Linked DNA regions of Mus musculus: region 2 is linked to region 1. The links are chromatin contacts, called in public Hi-C maps. All regions are on one chromosome and are shown on one strand. The core of a region is the stretch at or near the end of the contact, and the rest is flanking DNA. Distances in the headings are between cores, read along the strand shown.

Evidence for each region. A called contact is a pair of places that touch in the nucleus more often than the background predicts.
Region 2: a Hi-C map of CD4 T cells shows a contact between it and region 1, with 1.8 times the contacts expected there. The contact joins two enhancer-like sites. A contact is called at or near these places in 1 of 484 Hi-C or Micro-C datasets (CD4 T cells) and 2 of 115 datasets of contacts at active chromatin or transcription factors (bone marrow-derived macrophages and embryonic forebrain).

The regions. Positions count from the first base shown.
Region 1 is chr1:138,186,895-138,193,289 of GRCm38.p6, reverse strand. No RefSeq gene overlaps it. Among named protein-coding and RNA genes, the nearest start is that of Ptprc, 15 kb to the right of the region's middle. Within about 2 kb of position 1,494, at least 151 of the 459 cell types and tissues checked have an H3K27ac peak or open chromatin away from gene starts, as enhancers often do.
Region 2 is chr1:138,816,843-138,824,188 of GRCm38.p6, reverse strand. No RefSeq gene overlaps it. Among named protein-coding and RNA genes, the nearest start is that of Lhx9, 22 kb to the left of the region's middle. Within about 2 kb of position 1,773, at least 47 of the 459 cell types and tissues checked have an H3K27ac peak or open chromatin away from gene starts, as enhancers often do.

The DNA of each region.
Region 1 (6,395 bases), core at 245-2,744:
GCTGCCAGGTTCAATTATCTGCAGCCAATTATCCAGGGTTTGAGACAACATCAAGGAACTATAGGTCCAAGTGAGTTCTTTCACAAAAGCAGATTCCAACTTGGTTTTTATAGCCACCTACAGGGACTACTAACCAGAGCAGTACTATCTTGTAGCCAAGCAAATGTGAGTGTTTTGGGGGAGGGGTAAGATTTATTTATCTTTATTTCATGAGTATTTTGTCTGCAGTTATGTAAGTGCATCGGGAGCATGCCTGCTGCCTGCTGAGGTCAGAAGAAGGCATCAGTTTTACAAGTAGTTCTGAGTTGCCATGTGGCTGCTGGAAACTAAACCCCAGGTTTTCTCCAAGAGCAGTAAATGTTCCTTATAATTGATGACTTGTCTTTCCAGCCATTGGGCTGGGTTTTTGGTGCATGGGCTTCAGGTAGCTCACTCATGGATCAGCAGCAACACAAGGGCACAACTAACAGGGCAGATTGTGTTAGCTGGTGGGCAGGATGAACATGTAGTGTGCCGCGTTTTTCCTTTCAAATCCCTTCCTGACATCACAGAAACAATTAACCTCTTGTAATGAGGTTTTCACACATGTCTTCAGGTACAGTGCAGATTTTCAACCCATTCCTGATGTTCCCAAGTCCCACCTTCTACATTTAAATGAAGATGGTCCTGTATGGAGATGGGTCTATGTCAGTATCATTCTGAGCATACCCAATCTCTCCTATATGGAGTTGGAATGATGATGAATCAGGGACAGGAGGTAGACTTGTAAGGCATACATGTGAGTTGGGGTACTAGAGGAGGCCTTCCCTGTATGGGAAGAGCTGCTGGCCCTAATGTGCTTGTAATATGCATGTGAACTTTGAGATGTTGTCATGCGGAAGGAATTACACTTCTGCAACTCACTTCCACCACACAACACCCAGGGGAACGCTAACCCAGGCGTTGGACCAAACCCATACATCTGTAAATTTGATATTCAACTTCACTGGGTGCTATGCAACCCAGTCTGTTACTTCCTGCTCCAGCAACCCTACCTCCTCCAGGTTCCCAGGAGGAAGTCCCAGACAAGGGATGGGATTGCAGCAAGCAGTTCAGCTTCCCTGTTTAGTACAAAGAGTTATGAAGGTGGGTAAGAAGGCTGAGCTGGGGGCAGGCATTGTTAAAAGGGGAACCGCTGGCTTCCTGTGAGTGTGGGTTCTTCTCACCCCAGCCTGCAACAGGGAGGAAGCCATTGACTTCATCTGAGAGGCTGTACATAAACATCTCTGAACCTGGGGCTCCAAGGTCCTTTGCATTGTGGATCAGAAAGGCTCTCTCTAGTGACACAGAAGACCCCATGTTGCTACTGCTAAGGCCACCAAGCTTCTGGTCTCCCATGCCCCTCGGCTCCTGCCACAGCTGTGGATCCGTGCCTCTCCTTTTGAGCTTACAGGGTTCACAGCACATGCTTTGCAGCTGCACCACCCAGCTAGAGGCTAGAGGAGTGCAGCAAGCTGAGAGCATTTCCGCCCACATCAGAAGGCAGAGAGAAGTTTGCGGAGAGCTACAATGAGCCCTCCACCAACTGCTTTACATCTTCTAGGCCAAGATTTCTCAGTCTTTGCCATGCATCATTGGATGGGAGACCACATGGACAGAGCTCTGTGGTGGGAGCTGGCCTTAAAAAAAATGCATGGGTTTTAGGCGTAAGAATTCTTTCCTTATCTTTGCTTTCCAGCAGCTCTGTTCAACACATCTCGGCTCCGGCTCTGATTCCTGCTCTCTCTTAGGATTTTGGGGCACTACACACATTCTGGGCTCAGGGAGAAAAGGCAGAGAAAGGAGAGCTAGTAAGAGCTTGAGGAAAGGAAAGGAAGGGAACAGAGAAGGAGGGGGGGAGAGGGAAAAAGAGAGAAGGAGGGAGAAGGGAGGGAGGGAGGGAGGGAGGGAGGGAGGGAGGGAGGGAGGGAGGGAGAATAGGAACGTGAATGAATACATCAACCAAGATTTTCTTAAAACATCACAATATAAAAGCAAAGCAGGGAAAGAAAATGGGAAACAATTATAAGACAAAAATGTGAGAATCTGGGATTAAGGGAAAATCAGAAGTTCTTTCCTTCATCCACAGCTACCCATTCTCACTGAAGTTCAGGGAACAGCCTGAGAGGTTTTCCACCATCCCCTCCCACTAACGTGCCAGTGGGCATGAGTCAGCCAGGATCTTTATTTTTGCTTCTGCCTCCTAGGTGACTTTTTCCTTAACCTGCCCCACCTCCTACACTTGGACCATAATTGCTGCCCCCATTCCCTTTCCTGTTCTCTGTCTACTCACTCACCCACTCCAGCAAGCATCCCTGATCACTTCCTCCTTCAAGCTAGAACACTCCAGTCACCATGATAGTCCAGTCACAGCACCCTTTAACTGTTTGCTTACAAGTCTGTTTTCTCTTCTAGAGCATGAGATGCTGTCAAGTGTGGGATTTCTCTTGCCTTAGTTTTTGTGCCCTGAGATACTATGACCAATGGCAAAAACAGCCCACAGCCCTCAAAGAGCAAATACAGGAATCCTCCAGAGGGAGAAAGTTTTCCTCCACATATTGTTGCTATCACAAAATCTGTGCTGCTCTAAGTCAAGAAAACAGACAACTCACTTCTTAAAAACAAATTATTTCAGAACATCACTGTATAAACTACATGTGTGTGTGTGTATACATATATGTGTGTATATATATATATATATATATATATATATATAGTACCATAATTTTTCATACTTCTTGTCTTGAATTTAGCATGTTTCATTTTTACACTAAGAATTTATGTGGTAGCCAGAGAAACCCCAAAATTCAATTCTCAGCTTTGTAATTTTTAGTTCAGAAAAAAAGGGGGTGGTTGGAAAAAGCCTCTTTCTTAGAAATACTAACCACGCCTTTCATTTATGGTGACTGGCATATGTTTCAACTGTAGAACCAATGCCTCTGGCCAAGAGAGAGACCTTCTGAATGGTTTGGATCTCAGCGACACATTGCATCTCTGTAATGACCTGTTGTAAAACCAGAGAAACTGAAGAAGAGGAGGAGGAATAGGAAGAAAAGAACAAGAAGGAAGAAAAAGAATTAAGATGCCCTGGTGACTTTGACTTACAGAGATCTGGATTACAGACCATATTCTCTGAGAATATAGCATGTTTTAAGCCACTTCCACATTAAAAACACTTTGCTAGACTCTTGACATAACATTTCATAAAATCCAAGCTCTAATGCTGTAAAATAATACATACTTCTTCCTTTGAGGAAATTGTGTTAAGAAAACAGTCTTTTTTTACTGTATCATATAGCCAAAGGAGAAGAAGGTGAGCAAGACTTCACTCTTGGGGAATATATTCAAGGGACATCAGATGAAAAGTGAGCAAATAAATGGTCTAAAACGTGTCATATACTGAAAAATGGCAAGAAAGAAACAGGAGTTGAGACAAAGCAGAGAATGGGGATTAAGAATCTACTTAAGTATCGAGGGTCCAGGAACGACTTCATGAAACAAGGCCTGGTTGCACAAAGTAGGGAATACAGAGATGTGTCTGAATTCAGCACATGGAATCAGGTCAGGGTGAACTCAAGATGGACACACAGAAGTTACAATCAAAACCCCCGTAGCACCATAGGCAACACCAGGGTGGGGATGGAGCTTGCATGACCCTCTGGGTTCTAATAAAGAGTTCAGTTTTATTCCTCTTTCAAGGCCAAACCTAAACAGACTTAATGCCAGGAAACAGCAGAGTTACCTACATTTGAGAAACATTCAATTGCCCATTGTTGGGAATCATGGAGACCAGAGCAAGGGTGAACACATAGAGAGCCCAGCAGAGGAGCAATGTTGGCTAGACCTGTTGACAGTGGAAATGAGAAGAAGCAGGTGGACTTGATAGACGTTTTAGAGGTGGGATTGGGTTAGCCTGAGCTCTCTAAAATATGGATTGGAAATGATAGAACAGGTACTCTAAGATGACTTAGTGCCTAGACTGAATGTCGGTGTCATTGAAGGCTACCTACACCAAGGTGGAGACACATCCTGGCATCTGACAGTGTTTGTTGTTACTGTCAGCAGACCATGTGGCAAAGTGATGTGTGTCCTTCAGGGATAAGGAATAGATAGAATGTCTCTGAGACTGGGATAAAAGACCACAGAGATTGTGAGAGTTGGAGCCTCCAAAGGAGGGGAAAGAGAGATGCTGAATCCAGTAGGGGGGGGGGGGAAGTCCTGGAGGAGGATCAGACACAGAGGGCGATTTTAATAGAAAGTCCTGGAGATTACAATGCAATGTGAGAATAATTAAAGATGGCTAGTCAAGCATAGGCAAGCTTGCTAGGAAGCCATTTTGTATTATCTAAGAGATGTGAGAAACGGACTGAAGAGATTGCTCAGTGGTTAAAAGCACTTGCTATTTTCCAGAGGACCCTAGTTTAATTCCCATTATTCACATGACAGCACAACTGTCTATAACGCCAGCTCCAGGGGATCTTACACCTCCACACAAACATATATGTAGGCTAAACACCAATGCTCATTAAAAAAAAAAAAAGAAGAAATTTTAGAAACACAGTCAGACCTGATATATACAGGCAGAAACAGATAAACTCAAGAGATGTTTAGGAAGTGACATTGGAAAGGTTTTACAACCAGGAGCATCAGTATGACTGTCCTTTGGAACTTGGCAATTTGCTACTAGCAATTGGAAGGAGCTTTTACTCTGAGCAAACCTAGAACAACCGTGTTGCTTTCCTGCATATCCTCTCTACTGTGCCACTGCATCTCATTCATTTAGGAGCATTCCTTGCCTTGTACAACACATATGAACATTGCTAAGTAAGGGTGCATCTCGTAGTCAGCAGTGTGTTCACACTGATCGGAAAAGGGCACCAGCTCTCCTGTTTACATCCCATAGCACACAGTCATTACCACAAGGCCTCTGTTCTTCCACCCCACAGCTTTACACTTCAACCTCATGTCTGTCTTCACTCTGTCACCTCACCCCTGCCTTTGTGCAAAGCCTTTGTCAAATTTGCAGAAAGGAGAGGGTAGGATAAGGTCTTGGGGAAATCTCTCTCCTCCGTTGGCATTTCCTTTTCTCCTTTGTATTGGTATTAGAAGTCAAGTACATGTTTTGCAGTGTTAAGTCTACGCCCTGTTCTGTTTAGTCTTCCTTGCTCATTGAATGCCTGTTCAACTAATCAATACATTTAGTAATTAACCAAGTAACATGTTGTCACTAGTTCAGAATTACGGGGAATAAGTCAGTTTTAGAACTAGTGTTTAACTCTGTTGAGCATCAGACCTTTGACCCCTATGTTAAAGATATGCAGAGTAGAAAGTGGGTATATCTAAGATTTAGAGCTATACTGTCCAGAGCTGAAAAGACCACTAAAGTAGCAACATCTTCCCTATTACAAGGCTTGACATTGGATAGACTTCTTTTTTAATGAATGTAATTTATGTGTATGGATGTTTTGTATACATGTATTTCTGTGCATCATGTGGGCCTGGTGAATCAGAAGCCAGATAAAGGTGTCAGATCCCTGGAGCTGGAGTCACCATGGTTGTGAGCTACCACATGGGTGTTTGGAATTTAACCCTGGCCCTCTAGAAGACTTTTCAATGCTCTTGCACTCTGCATCATCTCTTTGGCCCCCAGTAGACTGATTTTTCTTTGTATATTCATTAAACACAAAATCAGGAGAGTGGATTTATCTTGTTCAGTAGGTAGGTGGATTTTTTTTAAACATTTCTTTTTAAAATATTTCCTTCTTTATTTTTGTTTGTTTTGAGTTGTTTTCAGGCCCCACAGGGGCATGACGAGAGTGTCGCATCACCTGGAATTGGAGTTACAGACAGTTGTGAGCTGTCACTGGGATTCTGGCAACTGGACTCCGGTCTTTTGCAAGAATAGCCAGTGCTTTAAATCAATGGCTCATCTCTTCACCTAGTTCAGAAGCTTTTAAATGTCAAAATGCAAGAATGTGCATTTTTTTCAAACAATAACAATGTAAAAATAGTTCCTGTTTTGTTCTCCTGTAAAAATTTTTTGCTCATTGGTAATAATGTTTATTAAATCTGTAATTGTGAACATTAATTCAGTCATGGACCAACGTTGCTTCTGTCAGTATAGTTTGCCCACAGGTCAAGCACAAGTTTCCCCATCTAGACAGCTTCTACTTTGATCATTACCTACTAACCCATGATTAGACATCACAGTCTACTACCAAGTCAGGTTTATAGTGAGAGGGGTAGCTATGTACAAACATAAAGGAACACATCACCAGAACTGGAGGAAATTAACAAAGTTCTGAGGCTGGAAGCAGCAGAGAGGCATTTATTTTCACATGGGATGTGCAATGCTGATCAGGGAATCTCTATGAGGA
Region 2 (7,346 bases), core at 524-3,023, 630 kb before region 1:
ATTTTTTGGAAGGAATGGCTTTAATTGACTTTTTCTATTATGGAGGGCAGCAGAAATAAAAGTTCTATCAACATTGCCAATAGAATATTTTGATTCAAAATTAGCATTAATGATATTTAAAGTGTTTAGAATTCAATGAGTTCATGATTAAATGGAAACATTATTAAATTTATTGACTTGCTTATTCACTAAGGCATGGTAAATGTGCATACTATGCAAGAGAGCTGGACCCTGAGGCCAACAAAGAAGCAGTTCACACATATGCAGCTCTCCTAGTGTGAATCCCTATCACACAATGGATTATTAGCCACTTAAAATGAACAATGATAGGGTTTTTTTCTTGACTATTTTATACTGGAATATATCACCAACCAAACTCTTACTATGGATCTTACTTTTTTTTTTAAAAAAAAAAAACAACTTTCTTGGGCTGGTGAGATGGCTCAGTGGGTAAGAGCACCCGACTGCTCTTCCGAAGGTCCGGAGTTCAAATCCCAGCAACCACATGGTGGCTCACACCTATCCATAAGGAGATCTGACTCCCTCTTCTGGAGTGTCTGAAGCTACAGTGTACTTACATATAATAAATAAATAAATCTAAAAAAAACAACAACTTTCTTGACTCTCTACAAATTTCACATCATGCACCCCACTCCAGCTTATCTCCCTGTCCCTTCATATCTGCCCTTCATTCACCATTACAGCCTCTCCCCACAAAGGAAAATAAAATAATATACAATAAAAACAAATCTTGTGGAAGCTGTAGTGTGTCACAGTGTGCTACACAGTAACAGTATACTCTATGCTTCACACATCTTTATTTGCAAATGCATTGATCTATTTCCAGGCCTCTGGCTTCTGCTACACTATTGGACCCTCACTGGGACTCCTCTCAGACATCTTGTTGTTACCCTGTGTCATGGAGATTCTGCAGCTTTGGATCTGTAGGACTGGCCCTTTCATGAACTCCAGCAGATGGTGGTAGATGTAGGGGTGGGCCAACTCAAAGCCCTAGATCTGGGCCTGGAAGTAGCTACAGGGTGAGCTCTCCAGCACTGGCCCAGCTGGCCCACCCAATGCTGCAGCTGGCAAAGGGGCAGGGTTAGCTCTCCTGCTCTCATGGTTGGCCAGTTCTACAGTGCCGCCCAGGTGCAGTGACCATTCACCAGTGCTGCAACTGGTGAGGGGTGGGGCCAGTCCTTTCACTTTTCATGAGCTTGGGGCCAGCTCACCTGGCTGCTCTGCAGGTAGCAGGAAGGGTATCTCTCTCTTGCCCACATCAACTCAGGGCAGACAGACAAGGGGCGGGGTCAGCTCTCCTGATCGTGGTGGTTGATGAGTGCTTGTCCAGACCACGGATATCTCTATGTTCTTTTGGTGGTAACACAGGTCTGGGACATCAACACAGACTCCAGCTATCATAGGATCATGAACCCAGACATGGCTCCCAGCAGCATGGCCTGGGTGTCCCCATGGTCTCTGATGGCAGTACAGGCCACTCAGATCAGCATGTCCCCGGACAACAGCACAGCCCTCAGATATCCACAGGGCAGCCCAGACCATGGACAAATGGCTTGGCTTTTGGTGGTAACTCAGACCACAGGCATCAGCAGAAGCCCAGCTGGACATAGACGTGGGCCTTGATGGCAGCACAGACCACAGACACCACTGTGGTCTCAGGTTGTGCAGGCCCCGCATTTCAGCCTGTTCCTCACTGGCGCTGAATCTCCAGTTCCACCTTTCAGCATAGTGTACAAACCACTTGGTTTCACTTTCTCTTCCATATCTCCACTGTATGTGTACTTCATTTTCCCCATCTCTCCATCATACATTTGTTCTCTGTAGTGATACCTGCAGAGGGTGCTTAAATGTCTTTCTTCAGGCCAACCCAGCCAGCATGGAGTCAGTGTGGTTGGACTGGATTTGACTTTATTTATTTATTTATTTATTTATTTATTTCTCAGATATGGATAAACTCAGAGAATCATTCTCTTTGCTAGAAGGCGCCTTACTAGATTGGTTCAAATTTCTTCCTCCCTCCCTCCCTCCCTCCCTCCCTCCCTCCCTCCCTCCCATCCTTCTTTTCCTCCCTCTCTCCTTTCCTCCCTGACCTTTTTCTTTCTTTCTGAGACAAGGTCTCAGGTATCCCAGGCTGGCCTCTAAATTGAAATATAGTTGAGGATTGCCTTGATCCTTCTACCTTTGCTCCCAGGGTGCTGGAATTACAGGCTTACATCCCTGTTGCAGGTTTTATTTATGTAGCACTGAAGATTAACCCAGGGTTTGCCCATGCTATGCAACCACACACCAATGGAGCTGCAGCTCTGCTCCATCTCTTTTTTCTTGAAAGAGAAATTACAAAGACAGATGTGTGTTGTTTCTAGTTTACATGCCATTATAATCTGTTTTGTTTTGTGCCAGGCATTGAACCCAGGTCCTCAGGTACATTAGCCAAGGGCTACTGTACTGTGTACTGCTGAACCACAAGTCTAGGCTTAGTAAGAGTTTTCTTTGGGGAAACCAGAAGGAACTTTTGTTGCCAAAAGTTTTTGTTTAGTCCCTCCAGATAGTCTTCTTTCATTGTTAGTGAAGCAATATGGCTAATACACGAACCTCCTCTTCGTTGCTCTAAAGTGTTGCTGAAGATTGAATTCCATTTGGAGAGATTACGATTAATACATCATAGAATTTTCCACCACCTTTAGTTGATGTGTTAACATCAATTACCACCATTTCCTCTTAAATTCTTTGCTTTCTGCTTTGAGTTTCTTTTCCTATTGCACTACGAAAAGTACCTTCTTGAAACCTTTCCTCTTTCACAGCATCTTCCCTATCTTTATTTACATCATCTCGGGAGCCAGATCTCTTTACCCCCAGGACTCGCTTCTCTTGAGAAGTTCTTTCCCAAAGGCTTTGTACCTGCTATTTCCCCCTGCAGCTCTGCTGACTCAGAGCCAGCCCACCAGTCACAGCTAGGAGCATCCCTGAAAACCACATTCTTTCCTAAAGGTTCAACTTTTCAGTAATGACTCCAAATATATTTCTTGGGACATTTCCATCTCTGCTATTGCTGGAAGGGCAGCGGAGGTGAAATTCAACTCCTGTTTTCTCTTCAGAAAATGTCTGGGCTTTTTCATTTCCGTGAACAGCATTTCTGAAGACAAGCATTTCTCCATAACATTCTCCTTTTCTCCCATTCTTTTAAAAAACCATTTCTTGTCACCCACTTACCAGATCTTATTGACTTTTGATCTTTGACCTAGGTCACATTCTACCTGTGTTTGTCCATTCCTCTTTGTAGGGAGCAACCAGAGTCTTGAACAGCTGCATATTGTTTGATATCAGCAGTCATATCATAAGCCTTGGCCCTATGAGAGTGACAAACCCTTCTCAAGGTGAGACTCAGAAGGATGATGGGAAGGCTGTCATTGGGCCTGAGTGGGAACGTTGACTTTGTGTGCAGACAATGATCTCCACAGCTTTCTCCCTCTGGATGTTTGCAGCCTGAAGCCTGCTCCCCTTTGGAGACTACTCCTACCTAGATTAGCTAAACCTGCTTCCTGCTGTACACAATGACAGCTGTATATAATAACACCACCTCCCTGTTCCTCTGTATGGATGTCCTCGCCTCCTTGTTCAGCTGTGTGTAAAAACCATGCCTCCTTCCCTGCTCAACTGTGTAAACACACTGGGATTCTGGGATGCTGTTGCTACTCCATCAGAGAAGTCCTCGGCCACCTAATTCTTCTAGCTTTTCTCTGTGTCCATGTGCTTTTCATCTGTTTATGCCCTCAATGTCCAAGTTAGACGGATTCCTGGAGCCACGCAGGGTGCACCCCTCTCACCCTCTTACTACTCTCTGGGGCTGAGCTTTCTCCTGGTTACAGGAAGGCATTCTTGTTATGAAGCTGTATGGTTTATTCAGATACCATGCTGCTCCAGATTCCTGTTTTCTGACTTATCCTGAAAGCACAACCATTAGCTAGAGACTTCTAATTGGTAATATTTACATATTAGTGGTGGTTGGATACCTTCTTTCATGATGTAGTAGTATGTAATCCAGGAGATTGTGAGCCTTTCTACAGCACAGGATCATCTCTTTCTGTTATTTGGAAGATCAGGAAAGCTTTCTGAACCTCAGCAAAACCAAAATTGCATAAGCCAATAGACAGTGAACGATTACGTCATGTCACAACAAAGGTGAATACACAATACAATAACATACAAGGGCAGCTTGAATTATAAAGTTAAAGCCCAGTGCTTCAGGGAAGTTTGGGGCCACAGACGGACCTCGTAGGAGGGGCCCCAGGTGTTGAGGTTGCCTCTGTGAAGAAGGTGGAGAACGAGTAGTGGAGGGCCAGGGTATCTCTGCTTCCATCCCTCTGTGGCCGACTCCATGAAAAGGAGTTGTGAACTGTGTATAGACAGACCTGGGTTCGAGTCCTGCCTCTCCCACTGAGGTTCTTTCTGGTGCAAGCCCCTACCTGCCCACCGCACTCACACTGTGTTCTCTTGGGTCCGATCCTTACTCAGGAGTGGAAAAGCTGGACCATATGTAGTTCTAATCTTATTTTTTTTAATTCCATATTTCTCCATAAAAAGCTGTCCTGATTTGCATGTCTACCAATAATGTATAAGAATTCATTTTTATCCAAATACTGGCCAACAGTTGTCATTTATTTATTTTTGGTAATAGTCATTCTAACTGAGTTAAGATGGTCTCAGGATAGAGTTTTAATTTGTGTTTCCGAGATAGCTAATGATACTGGTTATTTAAATATATTTATTAGCCATTTTGAGACGTGTCTATTCAAATTATTTTCCAATTTTTAATTGGATTCTTTTTTCTTTTTTCTTTTTGGTAAGTGTTGAGTTCTGTGTATAGTCTGGATATGAACTGACTCCTCACCTCTTTTTCTTTTTGGTAAACTTTACACAAACCATGTTCATCTGATACGAGGGAATCTAATTTAAGAAACACTCTAGCTGCATATGTAGCAGAGGATGTCCTAGTTGGACATCAATGGGAGGAGAGGCCCTTGGTCCTGCAAAGGTTCTATGCCCCAGTGTAGGGGAAGGCCAGTGCAAGGAAGCAGGTGTAGGTGGGTTGGTGAGCAGGGGGAGAGGGTAGAGGGTAGGGGATTTCAGAGGGGAAACCAGGAAAGGGGATGACATTTGAAATGTAAATAAAGAAAATATCTAATAATAATAAAAAAATGCCTTCATAAGATTGGCCCATATGCGTTCTTGTGGGACATTTCTTTGATTAATAACTGATGTGCAAGGGCCCAGCCCACTATGTGCAGGTGGCCCTGGGATATATAAGCAAGCAAGCTGTGCTGGGCAAGTAGCACATGCATTTAACCCCAGTGCTCGGGAGGCAGACGCTGGAGGATCTCTGTGAGTTTGAGACCAGCATGGTCTACATAGAAGGATAACTGGGGCTGCATAGTGAGACCCTGTCTCAAACACACACACACACACACACACACACACACACACACACACACACAGTCACAGTCACACACTCACACTCAAGCACAAAGCAAACTAATCAAGTCAGAAGGCTGCTTTTCTCCATGGTCCCTGTTTTAGTTCTGTCCCTTGGTTTCTGTCTTGAGTTCTTGCTTGACTTCCCACCATAATGGACTGCAATCTAGACAGGTAAGCCAAAGTAATCACCTTTGTCACCATGTTGATTTTGAGCATGGTGTTTATCACTGTAATAGAAACCTAAAGTATGATGTAAACTCTCTGTCAGAGTTGGCGAGTGCGTTCTGCGTTCGGTAGGGTGCCTGCTCACTGTGGACCTTCACCTTGTAGCAGCTTTGTGGGAAGATATCCCTCACTCAGCAATACTCAACTCACTTTGGTTTACTGTGCCTCAGTGTCTTCAATCTCGTTCATTAACATGAAAGATTTTTCATCCTGGAATTTCTTTCCCTCCTCAGTTAAACCTGTTTTCAGGTATGTGTAAATTTTAGGTGGTTGTAAATTTTTTTGTTAACTGTTGTTGAGATTCATTTCAAGATTTCTTTGTAAATTTGTTATTGTTTAGAGAAGCCAGGATTTCTGTACGTTTATTTTGTATCATTCCCGAATTTCTCAGTTCTAATGTTCTTTTGGTTCAGTGTTTAGTAATTTCTGTTAGAAGAGCGTCGCTAGCAAATCATGGTAGTTTCTCTCTTCCCATTTGAACGCCTGCCTCTTCCTTTCCTTCATCAGGTGCTGTAGTAAAAACATTGACTATTACATTAGGCATTTAAAAGTTTGGTATAGTTTCAGCAAGAAACTGGCCTTGGGCATTTCCTTGGAGAAATTTTATAACAAATTTGATAGAATTTCTTTTTTTTTAAATTTATTTTTTTAATTAGGTATTTTCTTCATTTACATTTTAAATGCTATCCCAAAAGTCCCCCAGACCCTCCCCCCACACTCCCCTACCCACTCACTCTCACTTCTTGGCCCTGGCGATCCCCTGTACTGAAGCATATAAAGTTTGCAAGACCAAGGGGCCTCTCTTTCCACTGATGGCCGACTAGGCCATCTTCTGATACATAGGCAGCTAGAGACATGAGCTCCAGGGGGTACTGGTTAGTTCATATTGTTGTTCCACCTATAGGGTTGCAGTTCCCTTTAGTTCCTTGGGTACTTTCTCTAGCTCCTCCTTTGGGGCCCTGTGTTTCATCCAATAGCTGACTGTGAGCATCTGCTTCTGTGTTTGCTAGGTCCCGGCATAGCCTCACAAGAGACAGCTATATCTGGGTCCTTTCAGCAAAATCTTGCTGGTGTATGCAATGGTGTCAGCGTTTGGAGGTTGATTATGGGATGGATCCCCAGGTATGGCAGTCTCTAGATGGTCCAATCTTTCGTCTCAGCTCCAAACTTTGTCTCTGTAACTCCTTCCATGGGTGTTTTGTTCCTAATGATAGAATTTCTTATAACTCATCTACTTGTGTTTTCTATGTCTGCTAAGTTGAAATCTATTCATTTCTCTTAGAATTCCTTTATTAGTTTATATTTATCCAAAATAATTTCTGGTAAATTCTTTTTATTTCTGTTGTACTTATTTTATTTTAAACTTTTGTCTTAATTTCTAAGTTTGTTTATTCGGGCACTTTCTCGTTTTTTGTAGTTTAGTTAAGTTCGTTCATTTTCTGCTTCCACAGAGTCTGTTCTTCACCTCATTATCTCTCATGTGGTTTCATCTCTTTAGAGAGTGGGGGTCTCTCATCAGTTTATTTCTGCTCTGATGATTATTATTTCTTTCCTTCTAATTTTATTTTTGGTTTATTCTTGCTTTTCTAACTCGAGATATATTGTTCGGTTGTTTATTTGAAATATAT